Regions from separate parts of the Sus scrofa genome. Here region 2 is linked to region 1. The links are chromatin contacts, called in public HiChIP or PLAC-seq maps. All regions are on one chromosome and are shown on one strand. The core of a region is the stretch at or near the end of the contact, and the rest is flanking DNA. Distances in the headings are between cores, read along the strand shown.

What was found. HiChIP or PLAC-seq counts read pairs in DNA pulled down with a chosen protein or histone mark.
Region 2: an H3K27ac HiChIP or PLAC-seq map of skeletal muscle shows a contact between it and region 1. The contact joins two enhancer-like sites. A contact is called at or near these places in 1 of 47 Hi-C or Micro-C datasets (skeletal muscle) and 1 of 2 datasets of contacts at active chromatin or transcription factors (skeletal muscle).

The regions. Positions count from the first base shown.
Region 1 is chr8:124,890,303-124,897,454 of Sscrofa11.1, reverse strand. All of the region lies in intron 1 of BMPR1B (bone morphogenetic protein receptor type 1B), which reads left to right. Among named protein-coding and RNA genes, the nearest start is that of BMPR1B, 68 kb to the left of the region's middle. Within about 2 kb of position 4,389, at least 3 of the 83 cell types and tissues checked have an H3K27ac peak or open chromatin away from gene starts, as enhancers often do. A contact at or near this core is called in skeletal muscle, where this site is marked.
Region 2 is chr8:125,063,259-125,070,410 of Sscrofa11.1, reverse strand. PDLIM5 (PDZ and LIM domain protein 5) reads left to right here. Exons shown (of 18, transcript XM_021101756.1): 14 at 2,245-2,419. Among named protein-coding and RNA genes, the nearest start is that of BMPR1B, 110 kb to the right of the region's middle. Within about 2 kb of position 4,455, at least 3 of the 83 cell types and tissues checked have an H3K27ac peak or open chromatin away from gene starts, as enhancers often do. A contact at or near this core is called in skeletal muscle, where this site is marked.

The DNA of each region.
Region 1 (7,152 bases), core at 3,140-5,639:
CAGACTCAGGTCAGATCTGGTGATGGTGTGGTGTAGGCCGGCAGTTGCAGCTCCAATTTGACCCCTAGCCTGGGAATTTCCATAGGCCAAAAGTATAGCCCTAAAAAAAAAAAAAAAGAATAAGGGTATGTTGCAATGATTAAAAAATTAGATTGTTTTCATAAAACATATTTCTTTGGTGATCTTTTTGTTTTATTTATCTTAAAATTCTCTTTTAAACATAGTATCATGTTTATAAGTCCAAAATTTGGTGAAGGAAAACCTGAAGAGATGATTTCTCTTTAATTTGGACTCAGCCAGCCTTCCTAAATCCACAGCATGTTACTGGCGTATGTAAACATTATGCTTACTAATTGTTTACCTATGTCCTCATTCTGCTTTCCAGTAATAATTTTTGACAGGGTCACATGGCGAGTGCCAAAGAGCAGAACTCTTAAGAGTGTAGGCTCTGGAACACATCCTGGCATTGCAGTTGATTAGCTGGATGAATGTAGGCAAATTACTTAACCATTCCTCTGCCTTGTTTATTAGTAAACAGGAAACAATGCACCTATAGGATTGTTCAGAGGATTAAAGTGTTAATTCATCTAATGACCTTGGAACAGTGCAGGGCAATATAGCAAGTGTGTTAGCTATAGCTGTTATTATCCGCTGTTGATTAAATGGTTAGTATTTGTCCAGATTTATGGTGGGCATGTTGCATATGTTACTGTGGTGTATAATTTTAAGCTATTTTCTGCACAGAATACGTTACACAAAATAACAGCGTTAATGGGAAACTAAATTTTAAAAAACTAGTGTGAACTTTGCTATCTCAAATTAATGAGGTGTTTTCCCTTTCTTCCTTAGTCCCTCTCAGACATGTTCATTTTCATATTTAAGATAACTGTCATTTTCCATGTTGTAATATGGTCATAATGATCATACATTTTAATGTACCAGAATTTACTTGGTTATACCTGTATTGATGGATATTTGACTATTATAATTAAAAATAGTGCTATTATATAATACTAGGGATTATGCATATTTTCCAGCAAGTAATTCTCCTGTCTTTCACTTTATTTCACTTATTTCCTGAGGTTATATTCCTAAAAGTAGAATTACTGGGAAAAGGAATGTATGCTTTGGAAACATTTTGCTAACTTTCTTTCAGATCTGTGCAATAAATCCTCCTACTAATGATGAATAATCAATATTGATAATATTTTTAATTTTGTTGATTTAGTGGTTATTGATAAATTGATACTAAAATATTAGAAATGATATTTTTGCTAATTTGAGGGGACATTGTGATAAAGAACATGGGTGCTGGAGTTAGGCTGTCTGGATATAAACCCCAGAATCACCCCTAACTAGGTGAGTGATCTTGGGAAGGTTGCTTACCGGTCCTAAGCGCAGGCTTTGCTGGGCTGCAAACTGTGAGTGATGCCATAGCCCACCTCATGTGACATTTTTATTAGGTTATTATTATTATGCTCAATTTTTTTCTTTGCTTTTGGCTACCAGTATGAACATTTATGTCAAACAGATTTGAAATTTGTTTACATTTTATTTTTGTGTGTGCGTGGATGTGTGGATTATTATTTTTTTCTTTTTGGAGAACTTAGCCTATTTTATGCTAAACAGTGACACTCTTCATAGAATATAGTATATATGTACATTTTATCTGGTATTTTGGCATTGTATAGTTTTTTTGGTCTATTTATTTTCTTTCACGTCTGTTTTATTTTAAAAGTGTGTGTGTCATTACAACCCCCTTCTCATATATCTGATAAATAGTTTCGATTTATGCTACTACTTATAAAATTTGAACTGTTGGTATGTAACTCTCCATTCTGTTTGGAACTTGTAAGATGTGAAATAGGATCTAAATCAGACTTCCTGAATTGATGACCATTATTCTTCACCATTGCTTTTCAATAGCTCAAGTTATTTTTCTATAGAAATAAAAAAGACATGAAATGATTCTTAATGAAAATCTATCTATTGCATTGTTTTCTAGAATTTATCTTCTAGAAAGTGAATTTTACAGAAGTTGGTCATATAGAAGGCATTCTTATCAAGGAAAATAAAGGGATCCCGGCTCATTCCTTTCTTAAAGTCTTTAAGGTGAAAGAGAAAGGCGCACAGAACTTTGCTTCTCCATGTGTCTGTCATAAAGATAGTAATTTCACACCTCTAAAGTCCATTGAGAATTACTGGTTAGTACAGCAGCTTAATTCTGAGAAGAACATACCACAAAATTCCTAGAAAATTAGTTTTTAGGCACAGAAATTTTCAAATACTGAGTGTCATTTTCCTTTCATGGTTTCAGACTTTTCCCCTTTTCATTCTTTGAGTAGTTGAGATTCTGGCTCTACAGTTTCTTCAATTTGTGGCCTTTGGCATATAGCCTCAAGGCCTCCGCTTCTCTTCCTGCCTCTGCAGAATGGAAATCCTGTCTCCCTTGTAGGCAGGGCTCATCAGGAGCCATATACTATTGCTGCATTCAGCTGGTAGCATTCTGATTGATTGGTGCCTGTGTCTGGCTGGTTGCTAAATACTGCAAAACTTTCTTTTGCTTCTTGGGGATGAGAGAGAGAGAGAGAGAGTATCTGCTCTATGCTCCGAGGTTATGGGGTGCAGATGGGAGGTAGATGCACCGCAAGAGAAGGTGTAGGGGACATCTGAAAAACCTTTTTGGATGCCTCCACTCTATGTGTCTTCCCACCACTTTCCTGGGGAGCTTCTCTTACTTGGAAGGAGTGTGTTGAAAGCCTCAAATGCTCTGAGGTGGGGAAGACTGGAAAGCCCAGCTGTAGGTAGGTCGTTCCGAACTCGTTTCACAGGAGACTCACCAGGGGAACTTAAAAAATTGTCAGAAACTCTACATTGGTGCCAGGCACTACTTTTTAGATTGCTCTTTTAAAGCTCTTCTCTTAACCTAGATTTAAGGACAAGTACTCGGGATTATTTTTCTGTAATGAAAACAGTACGGCTCTTTGTCCTCAATCTTTTATTACTTTATTAAAGCCTCCTTGACAGATGCCCCTGTAGCAGTTCCTTACAGTGACTTTGTCTTGTGCTTTTATCTATAGTCTTTCTACTTTATTTTATTCGTTAATTTATTATTATTATTATTATTTTTGCTTTTTAGGGCCGTACCTATGGCATATGGAATTTCCCAGGCTAGGGATCAAATCAGAGCCACAGCTGCCAGCCTGCACCACAGCCACAGCAATGCCAGTTCTGAGCTGCATCTGTGACCTACACCACAGCCCATGGCAGTGCCGGATCCTTAACCTGCTCAAGGAGGCCAGGGATCCAACTGCATCCTCATGGATCCTAGTCAGATTCTTTTCTGCTGTGCCACAACGGGACTCCTATAGTCTTGCTATTTTAGTTTAGCCTTCTAGATCTCCTCATTGATTCAGCAAACAATAATGCTCCTAGCCAGTATTTATAACACTGCTAATTTTGTGCCTGACACTGCTATAAGTACTTTATTTAACCCATTTATTTTCCATAAAATAGGTGCTAGTATCACCCCCTTTTTACACATGAGGAAACTGAGGCACAAAGAGGCTAAAAACCTTGCTCGGGGTTATACAGCTAATAAGAGACAGAGCTGGACCTCATTGGTAGGGTCTAAGCTTTTAGCTTCCAGCCTGCATTGTCTCTGGTTGAGCACCTGCTATATGCCATGGACTTTCTGGGGTGCTGAGGTTAACACAGTGAACAGAATAGAAACAAAGTTCTACTCATGATGGGACGTACAGTCTAGTGGAAGTTCTACGGGTGCTCCTGATTTTTAGTCAAGATGTTGTGTCTCAGAAAATGCTCTACCACTAAGCTGTTCGCTCACCCTTTGTAATTATACTTTTGAATAATTGAAAATATATGTTATCTTGCTTTAAGAAAGGGTTTATTAGTCTACACTGATTTGGGGTGGGAAGTGAATAAGTGAATATTTATAGCAAAACATCCCACAGTCTCAGGACTGCTACTTTGCTCTTACAGGGTTAGCCTTGGGCCAGAGGGCACAATTTTATGGTTAGAATGTGCTCAGTCCTCTCAGTGTGAAGGGGCCTAACATATGCCCCCCCTCTTGTTTTTCCTAACTGGAAAAACCCTAATACATATCCAGACCTTTATTAATCCTCACTCACCTTGGCGACTCCTCTTTGTGGCATCTCGTTCTCTGGGCACTGTTAAATGATAAGGGTGGTTAATGAACTAAACTAATTTGAGCCAGAATAATGGCTGATAATAGCTAAAGGAGCTCCAATGCCAGTTGCATCTTAGCAGGAGTTTCCACGTGAGCTCCAAAGAAAGAACTGTGTGGGAATCTGGGGCACTGGGGTGCAGCCAATGGAGGTATTTTTAGCCCAGAGGCCCTTTCATCACCCCCTCCAGTCACACCACTTAAACAGCTGCTTACTCTGTGTGTGTAAACAAGTTCTTCTCCCTCCTCCCCAAGGACCTAGATTTGAGACTCTTATTCAGTCGCTCACAAATAGAGCATTGCTTGTGACCTTTTTCTCTAATCTGGATGCTCTTGAGATGTTCAAGTACATGCTGACAGAGATTCTATGGGAATATGTACGTATCTGCTTCATGGGGAGAAACAGATCTTTTAACAAGGAGCTCATGCTGTACTGCACATTTGGACCCCGTTGGTAGCACCTTAATGGTGGCACAGAATTCAGCTAATGACACTTTGGTTTTTGAAAGGCTGGCTTGAAAGCATTGTATTCCATCATAGTTAAAGGAGTGCTTTCCTGCCACCAGGATCAGTTCCTGAAAGATGTATGTCATATGTGAATTTTTATTCACTGCTGCCCCTTCAGTTTGCTCAGGATGAGTGAGTAGCTGAACAAGCTGAAATTGCCTGGATTTATTATTGATCTTTGCTGCAAAACTGAGCTCCTTGAAGCCTAGGAAGCCTATCTTTCTTGTTGAGAGTATTATTCCACTTCTTCCTCCATGAGGCCCATTGAGATCCGCATTATACAACTGGTGAAAAAAGAAGTAAGGGAAGCAAGAAGCATTTTATTAGGGTGCTGGACCTTGACTGTGTGAGGCAGGATTTTAACTCAGGTGGTCAGATTCAAAAGTTGATGCTTTAACTTCACCCAAAACAAAACAAAAAAAAAAACACCCCAAAATATTAAGTGAATTAAAAATTCATTGTACTTCATCCACAAAAAACTCTTGGTTTTCTTGGAGAACTTTACCAAGCTCATGACTTGTGAACAGTTTACTATCCATGTAACCTGATTGCTGGTCTGCCTTTCCAGTGGGACTGTAACCCCTCCAGGGCAGGGAGAGGGCTTTGTTTATTGTTTATTCCCAGGGCTATGCAGAGTGTTCTATGAAAAAGTGTTTCGCATTACTTAATGCCTTGTTATGTTTAAAACATATTTTTCTCATAAAGATACAGTAATGAGTTGCATCAACAACAGAAGCCTTTTCTTTGAGTATTTGAAAGACCTCAGAACTTTTAAGAAGGATGCTAACTTATTCTCAAAGGGCATTTGTACCTAGGATTCTTAATTCAGACTCAGATCCTAAACAAAATCAGAAATAAAAATATGTTTTCGGTTCTTTTAGATGTTAATGTCACATAGGTACCTAATCTAGTGTGTCCTCAAACTTCATGAATTAAAAGAGGTACATTTAAACTATTAGAAAAAAAGATCCTGATTCAGTCTACTTTTAGCACCAACTTTATCCAAATACCATAGGTTGCTAAAATTGGAGATTTTGGAAATATGGTATTTATAATAATTAGGAATAATGAGTTCTAAGAGAGATCATTAGAGCTCACAATATACTTTAAGTCTTACCAGCTGTGACAGGGCACGCCATTGCTATTCCTCAGATTTTGCCTAGAAGCTTTAAAAGAATCTGTTTATAAACTGGAACCAATACTTAAGTGTCACTGGATTAACACTTCAGAATTTCATGTTTACACGTATATTTCACAACTCTCTTTAATATGCTTTTAAAGCTGGCTGAGACTTATTTATGTGTTACCCAGCTATGCTGGGTTCCATAATCTATAGCTACTTTCTTTTGAAATTAAATTTACTGCCACAGAAAATTGTGGCGAAAATAAAGCCAAAAGGTGTTGCAACCTACTAATTGAAAACATGTATTCTGTAACTAGTAAGCATTAGTAAGCACTTATGAGGTAAGTTTTATTTAGCGTTTTTGAAGTTAAACGCTAACAAAAAATTCATAATAAAAAATACTAGCAAAATGTTCTCAAATAATTTTAGGTAGAATATATACATTTATATATGACAACATAAACATTGTTTTACACTGAATACAAATGTAAATTCAATTCTCAAACAGAATTCGTGCAAAAGAGTGGTTTGGTGTAAGAATGTTGAAAGTGGTTCCTGCCTAGAAAGGTCTTAAATCAAAATTAATAAGAGTTCAGTGAAACAGTTGAACACATAAACTATTAAAGTCAATTCTATAAAACTTGGAAGTCCCTAATATTTGCTAGGCATTGTGCTAGGCAATATAGGTATGAATAAGATGTAAGTGCTAAATTGTATGGACTTAGTTATCAGTGTAATAAGAACAAGATTCATAAATGTTTTCTTCTTGTGGCCTGGGTGCAACGACGTGCTGGCAGCCGGTTTAAAAAATAAACCCATGGGACCTAATCAAACTGAAAAGCTTTTGCACCGCAAAGGAAACCAAAAAGAAACCAAAAAGACAACTTACAGAATGGGAGAAAATAGTTTCAAATGATGCAACGGACAAGGGCTTAATCTCTAGAATATATAAGCAATTTATACAACCCAACAGCAAAAAAAACAATCAATCAATGGAAAAATGGGCAAAAGACCTGAATAGACATTTCTCCAAAGAAGATATACAGATGGCCAGCAAACACATGAAAAAATGCTCAACATCGCTGATTATAAGAGAAATGCAAATCAAAACTACCATGAGATACCACCTCACACCAGGCAGAATGGCCATCATTAATAAGTCCACAAATAACAAGTGCTGGAGGGGCTGTGGAGAAAAGGGAACCCTCCTGCACTGTTGGTGGGAATGTAAACTGGTACAGCCACTATGGAGAACAGTTTGGAGATACCTTAGAAATCTATACATAGAATTACCATATGACCCCGCAATCCCACT
Region 2 (7,152 bases), core at 3,206-5,705, 170 kb before region 1:
TTCTTAGCGCACTTGACTCACTTGACACATGGGTACTCATCGAGCTCCCTGGCCTGTAAAAGTGCAAGTTCACAGCTCACGTGCCAGGCAGAACCTGGATGGGGGATGTGCTAAGTGTTTTTAAGCACTGGGTTTCTGGATCTGTAGCTGCACATCATTGCTAGCAGGCTTTATTCTGACGAGGAAAAATTAGCCTTTCAATTTTATTTTATTTTACCTAATTTTATTTTATTTTATTTTATATTTTATTTTATTTTGTCTTTTTTGTCCTTGCAGAGGTTCCAGGCTAGGGATCTAATCAGAACTGTAGCTGCCAGCCTAGGCCACAGCAATGCCAGATCCAAGCTGTATCTGTAACCTACACCACAGCTCACAGCAATGCCAGATCCTTAACTGACTGAGCGAGGCCAGGGATCGAACCCACAACCTCATGGTTTCTATGCAGATTCGTTTCCACTGCGCCACGACGGGAACTCCTTTTATCTAATTTTAATCACACCTTTAGTATGAACCCTGTCTGTACACACACACACAAACACACACACACACACAGCTCCTTTATATGCTTTTCTTAAGAGTTGTTCCTTTCCAACCTTTAAGTATATGCCTTTTCTCTTCCACCGCATTTTAATTGCCTGTGGTTAAGGAGCAGGGCTTTTGTTGGTTTCAGCCCCTCATAGTTTTTGCAGTTGTTCATGGTGTGTATTGATTCCAGTTTACTCATTCATTCATTCGTTCCAGGCACTGTTTTAGTTGCTAGGGTGCGGAATAAGACATCGTCTCTGCCCTCAAGGAGCTTATGCTCTAGTTGGGGAGAAAAGACACAAATATATGCAGTAGCAACAATAATAAAGGCATCTTCAGAAAATTATGGGAGCCTGGAAGAGGGACATTAATCTGGATTATGCAGGGGGGAGTTTGGGGAGGATTTTTGGAGCAGTTGACGCCAGGACTACATCCTGTTGAGAAATGTTACTGAGTTTGTAGGAAGAAGGGTAGGAAAATGACAGTGAGGACAGCCTGTGAGTGGATGGAGCCCTGAACGGGGGAAATGGGACCACTTGGTCTTCACTGTAGCACAGAGAGAAAGGCAGAAGGTGGTGACAGATGAGGCTGTGGGCCAGGCAGAGAGACCCCTGGAGGGACCTGTATGTAGTGCTTAGAAGCGTGGACTATGCTCTGTGGTCAAAGAAGAGGGATTTCCTTGACATGGTTTATGCAGAGTTGTGATCAGATAAAACTCTGTCCTGGGTAGCAGTGGGAAGGGGAGTTTAAGGAGGACAAGACATTTTTCAGTGCCTAGTCCAAGGTAGGAGATTTTGAGGACATAAACCAGATAGTATTGTAAGAATGGAGATAAGGGGGCAAAATCGAGAACCATTTGTGATTAAAAAAAAAAAAACAAAAAAAAAAAACAAAAAACAGCAGGACCTGTCATAACCATAGACGAGGAAAGGAAGGCCCTAGAATGGTTCTTACGTTGCTACCTTATATGCCTGGGTAACTGATGTCACCTTACTTAGTGCACAAAGAGAGAGAATGTAGTGAGTTCATTTTTGCTCTTATCGTCAACTCATTGCAATCTTCAGTATGCTTATGATATATTCTAAATTAAGTCTTTAATTAATGGTTAGCAGAGGTGCCTGGATGACCAGAAATACATCACCATTAATATTCGATTCACCTGTCAATATTCAACTCAACCATATCTCCTCTTGGAAGCAGAGGTGACTCTGCTTTTCCTCTAACACCCTCTTCATCTCTGCTTTCATCTCTTCCCCCGTGTTGCAATCCTTGAATTCCTCTTCTATTTAATTCTGTAGTCTAAGACCAGTGTTTGGTACATAGCCACTCCATAAGTGTGAGTAAATGAGTGAGGAAGTGAGTAATTTTTTTTTTCCCCTCTTTGGGCCACATCCATGGTATACAGAAATTCCTAGGCTAGGGGTTGAATCAGAGCTGCAGCTGCCAGCCTGCATTGCAGCCACAGCAACACCAGATCTGGGCAGTTTCAGCAACCTACACCACAGCTCACGGCAACACCAGATCCTTCACTCACTGAGCCAGGCTAGGGATTAAACCCACATCCTCGTGGGTACTAGTTGGGTTCATTACTGCTGAGCCACAGTGGGAACTCCAAGTAGATCTGATTTCTTTTCTGAAGTAACCTTATTCTTTGATCGATTTGGGAAAGTTTATAGTTGGCTTATCCTCATTTTGATTCTTCTGTGTTTTACGGCCTAGCACCTTCCACCGGAAGAGTCACCAACAGTGGGACACCCACAGGAGCCAGCGCACCAGCCACCTCAGCCAGAGGGCAGCCCCAGCCCAGTAATGAGGACACTTTAGTGCAAAGGGCTGAGCACATTCCTGCAGGGAAACGAACGCCGATGTGCGCCCACTGCAACCAGGTCATCAGGTGGGTTATTTGATGTTTAAATTTTCTTGCAAGGGTTCCATACCAGTGTTGATTTTTTTTGGGTTATATTCTGAAAGATTAGAAATTTTATTAGTGAAAATATTCCTGCTCTATTTCTTTGTAATAGCAACTATCAAAGTAGATAAATATGAATATGTGTATATATGTTAGAATCTGTTTGACTGAAAAGTAATTCTGGGCTCTGTGAAAATAAAACTAAAAATGCCAATTTAGCAGATAGGAATTCCTATCAGGACTAAGGAAAAATAATAATTAATAAACTATTAAGATGCAAAGGGACCCTGAAGATCACTTATCAGAACTTCATTATGTCACAAATTATAAAGGTGAGGATTTTAATTCAGAAGAAAAATAGCAAATAATGTAAAATAAAGAACTTCAGCCCTGGAGGAAAGAAGATTGGATTTTCAAGTACGAGGCACCGAAAGATGTCATCACCCTCACATCCATTCTTAAATGCTCTGCATTTTAGCTTAGGTCATACCCTGCTTCTTTAAAATAGTCTTTATCCAAATCTATTTTATTGTTTCTTAAATTCCAAGAAGCAAAAAAAAGCTAAGCTCTTGAGTGACTGTACTACATTGGCACTTACAAAATCTCAGCATTTCTGAACCAGTGGCTCTTAAAATGTTGAAGTTTAGGTGGGAATGTTAATGCAGGTGTCCCACTTGGGGACCTTTTGCTGCCTCTGTGAGTTGCCTTGTTGGCAGGAGCAGATGATGGCTTGAAATGACGGCTCAGTCTCTCTCCTCCTCTTTCATGGACCCTGATTTGAAGTAGTTGAAACAGTGATGTCTCAAGTTGAATAAGGTTAAGACTTACTCGCATCCTCCCCTCCTCTCTTACGTAATTATTCCTTAGGATCATGTTTCTAGTTACTACTTAAAAGGGAGCTCAGGGGACTTCCCACTGCGGCACAATGGGATTGGCAGTGTCTTGGGAACACTGCGACCCAGGTTCAGTCCCCTGCCGGTGTGGTGGGTTAAGGATCTGGTGTTGCTGAGAACTCCATATGCCACAGGGCAGCCAGAAAAACAGGGAAAAAAAAAATGGAGCACAGAAAGTCTCAATACCTTTTTTTCACCAAATATAAAGAATTCTTCTCCTTAACTCACTATTAAATAAAAAATGTATCAAGTACGCAACACAGAGTCCCTTATATTTTTTTTTTTTTAAAAATAGCTTTTGTATTGTGACATTTCCACAGCATAGAAAACCAGAAAGCAAAAATAAAAGTCCGGAAGGAATTCCACCTCCCAGGATAACCACTGTTAGTATTTTAGTTCACACTTTGAAAATGCACACCCATAAGGACAGATGTTGTTTTGCAGAAATGGAATCATGGTATGATATTTTGTAAACTGTTATTTTCCACTTAGTTTGTTTTTTCCACACTGAGTACCTGTTTTATAAGAATCAGCCAGCAGCTGTGGGAGGAGGAATAGTGGGTATAGGGAGAAGGAGAAAAATCAATAGAGGTTTCCAGAGTCTAGAACAGTGTCCAACACATGAAAGGCATTTGGTGAATGTTTGATCATCCATGACTCTAGATCCACTTGTCCTTCAGGCCATGGTATCAGTTTGGTTAGAGTGTTTTTTTAAAAAGTACTGCTATAGGGTCTTACAGCAATATTTAAACTATTATAAAATCTAGTGTAGTATGGCTTTGTTCCAATAAATAATATCTTTCATTACTAACTATATTTAGGGTTATATTTTTAGCATAGATTTAATGCTAATAAAAATAAGTTTTGACTTGTAACAGTGTTTCTGTAAGTTATGGTACTTTGGTTACCTAGCCTAGTGTGTGGGGAATACTATACTCTGGATAAAAACACCCTTTATGGAGACAGGCGTCACTGCTGTTTGTGGGCTGCTGTGAGCAAGTAATTACTGGAAGGGTTAACAAAAATGTCAAACCTATCCGCTGCTGATTCCTCTTGTCAGATTACCAGATTCTGTGATATCCTATACTCACCACCGCTAGCAGATCTGAAAACCTTCGTAGGTGGAAAATGGGAAGATCAAAATAGAAACTCCATTCCCCAGCCCTCACTGCCTTGGTTGCAGTGTTGAATGCTAGACCAGGCTGTAATTTTACAGCACAATCTTCTGCCAAGTGAAATAAATACATATTACATTAATAGCATGAATAGCTATCACTTAATGCCCCCTCATCTGTTAAATTTCACACTGCTCTGGATTATCCCGGCACTTGTTATCAGTTAAGCATTAGAGCTTCATTTGCTAGGCAAGTTAATGAGAACAAGGATTAGCTCACGTCAAGATCCTATAACAGTAATTAACATAACACATTCATTTGGTGCTCAAATGCTAAATCGCAGCTTGAATAGATTGTGGTCAGTTCAGAGACCTCGTCAAAGCATAATTCCAGTTCTTGGCCTCAGTGTCAGTATCACTTACCAAAGCAAGGAGGCCTTAGATCAAGTGACGTTCCCTTGGACACCTGTTTTAAAAACAAGCTGCAGTTGCAGGCTTGCTACTTTCAGAATAGAATATTATAACCTGGCAGACTCTGAAAAGCTTGATTCTTGTATCATTTGTATTGTTTTCTACCATGTAGTATATGTTATTTATTTATAATTTATATTGTTTTGCTTTTTATTTATTTTCCAAATGTTTCAAATTTTCAAAAACTTTTTTTTTTTTTTTTTTGCATTTTTTTAGGGCCACACTCCTCAGCATATGGAGGTTCCCAGACTAGGGGTCTAATTGAAGCTACAGCCACCAGCCTATACCAGAGCCACAGCAATGCCAGATCCAAGCCACATCTGTGACATATACCACAGCTCACGGCAACGCCAGATCCTTAACCCACTGAGTGAGGCCGGGGGTCAAACCTGCAACCTCATGGTTCCTAGTCGGATTCGTTTCCATTGCACCACAATGGGAACTCCCTCAAAAACTTTTTTTTAAAGTAAAGGCAAAGTTAAGTTTATTGTTTTTGGAAAATCTCAGAAACCTGAATCACTGAATGTTAAAACTGAACAGATTGTCTCTTACAGAACATGTTTTTAGCTTAAAACTCCATAGATTGTTTTATTTTGACCTAATGTTTAAAATTTTTTGGTGCATTTGCATCTTAGAAGGATTATGGATGTTTTGCCTAAATTGTATTATTTAGGCAATGCTTTGATTAGTTAGTTGGGTTTTACAGATAGAGAGCATTATATTTTTAGGAAATTCTACTGAAGCTCTGATTACATTTGCTATAGAGCACTTCCAATCTGCTTATGATAGAAGTACCATTTCTTTGACTCTCTCTCTCTCCCTTTTTTTTTTTTTTTTTTTTTTTTGGCTTTTTAGGGCCACAATGGCCGCATATGGAGGTTCTCAGGCTAGGGGTTGAATTGGAGCTGTAGCTGCCAGCCTACACTAGAGCCACAGCAACACCAGATCTGAGCCACATCTGCAACCTCTAGCACAACTCATGGCAACACTGGATCCATAACCCACTGAGCGAGGCCAGGGATCAAACCTTTGTCCTTGTGGATACTAGTCAGATTCATTTCTGCTGAGCCGCAACGGGAACTCCTTCTTTGACTCTTACACTCAAGAACAGATTGACTGTTAGAGTGTTAATATAATAGGAAAACAGAAACCAGGCTACTAACATAGCCAAAACCCACATTTGAGTTTCTCTGGTAGAATAGGCTTCTGAAAGCATTAGCTTATTTTTGGACTGCGATATCTAGTGGCCTTAAAAGCTGTGGCCCACTTGCATTACCTGGAGCTAAATGGAGCATTCACATTTAGCTTCTTAGCATTTTGGTGGAAGAAGTAAGGGATTTACAGTGTTTGCATTTCTTCCTAGATATGCAGTGCTTAAAAAAAGAGCCACCGTTCTACTTTCCTACCTTTGCCTGCAGTACAGCCCCAAACAGTCGCATTTGAGCAACCCATTGGTTATTCCAGGGAGAGAGAAAATTTTCACATCATTGACTGCTTTCTTGCGCTCTTATTTTCCAACTTTTCTCAGAAGGAGGGCCATCTGAGTTACCCCAAGGAGAAGCCAGCAGAGTTTTTTGCCCATTTCACCATCCATTCCCATCTCTGAGCGCTCCCGTTATGAATAGGTTTTATTTATTTTCCCTTCTGGTTAAGATTTTACTTGAAAATAAAAGGCTTCTTGGCTTAATGTGTTTATCCCTCAGTGTAAGGAAACAATCAGAGACATTGACCAAGATTTATGAGCAAGGCATAGACCAGGGTTTCAGAAAGAACAAAATGTTCTGCATCCGTATGATTAATATCTGGTGCCGTTAAGGTCTTGTTTTCAGATAATAATTGTTCACTGTGTGCTTAGTATATGCCAAATATTGTGTTAAGAATTTTTTTTTTTTTTTTGTCTTTTCTTTTTGTCTTTTCTAGGGTCACACCAGCGACTTATGGAGGTTCCCAGGCTAGGGGTCTAATCAGAGATGCAGCCGCTGGCCTACGCCAGAGGCATAGCAACGTGGGATCCAAGCCTCATCTGCAACCTACACCACAGCTCATGGCAATACCGGATCCTTAACCCACTGAGCAGGGCCAAGGATCCAACCTGTGTCCTCATGGATGCTAATCAGATTCGTTATGTGTTAAGAATTTTACCTGAAAAATTAAAAAAAGGAATTCTGTCATGGCTCAGTGGTTAACAAACCCAACTAGCATCCATGAGGACATGAGTTCAATCCCTGGCCTCACTCAAT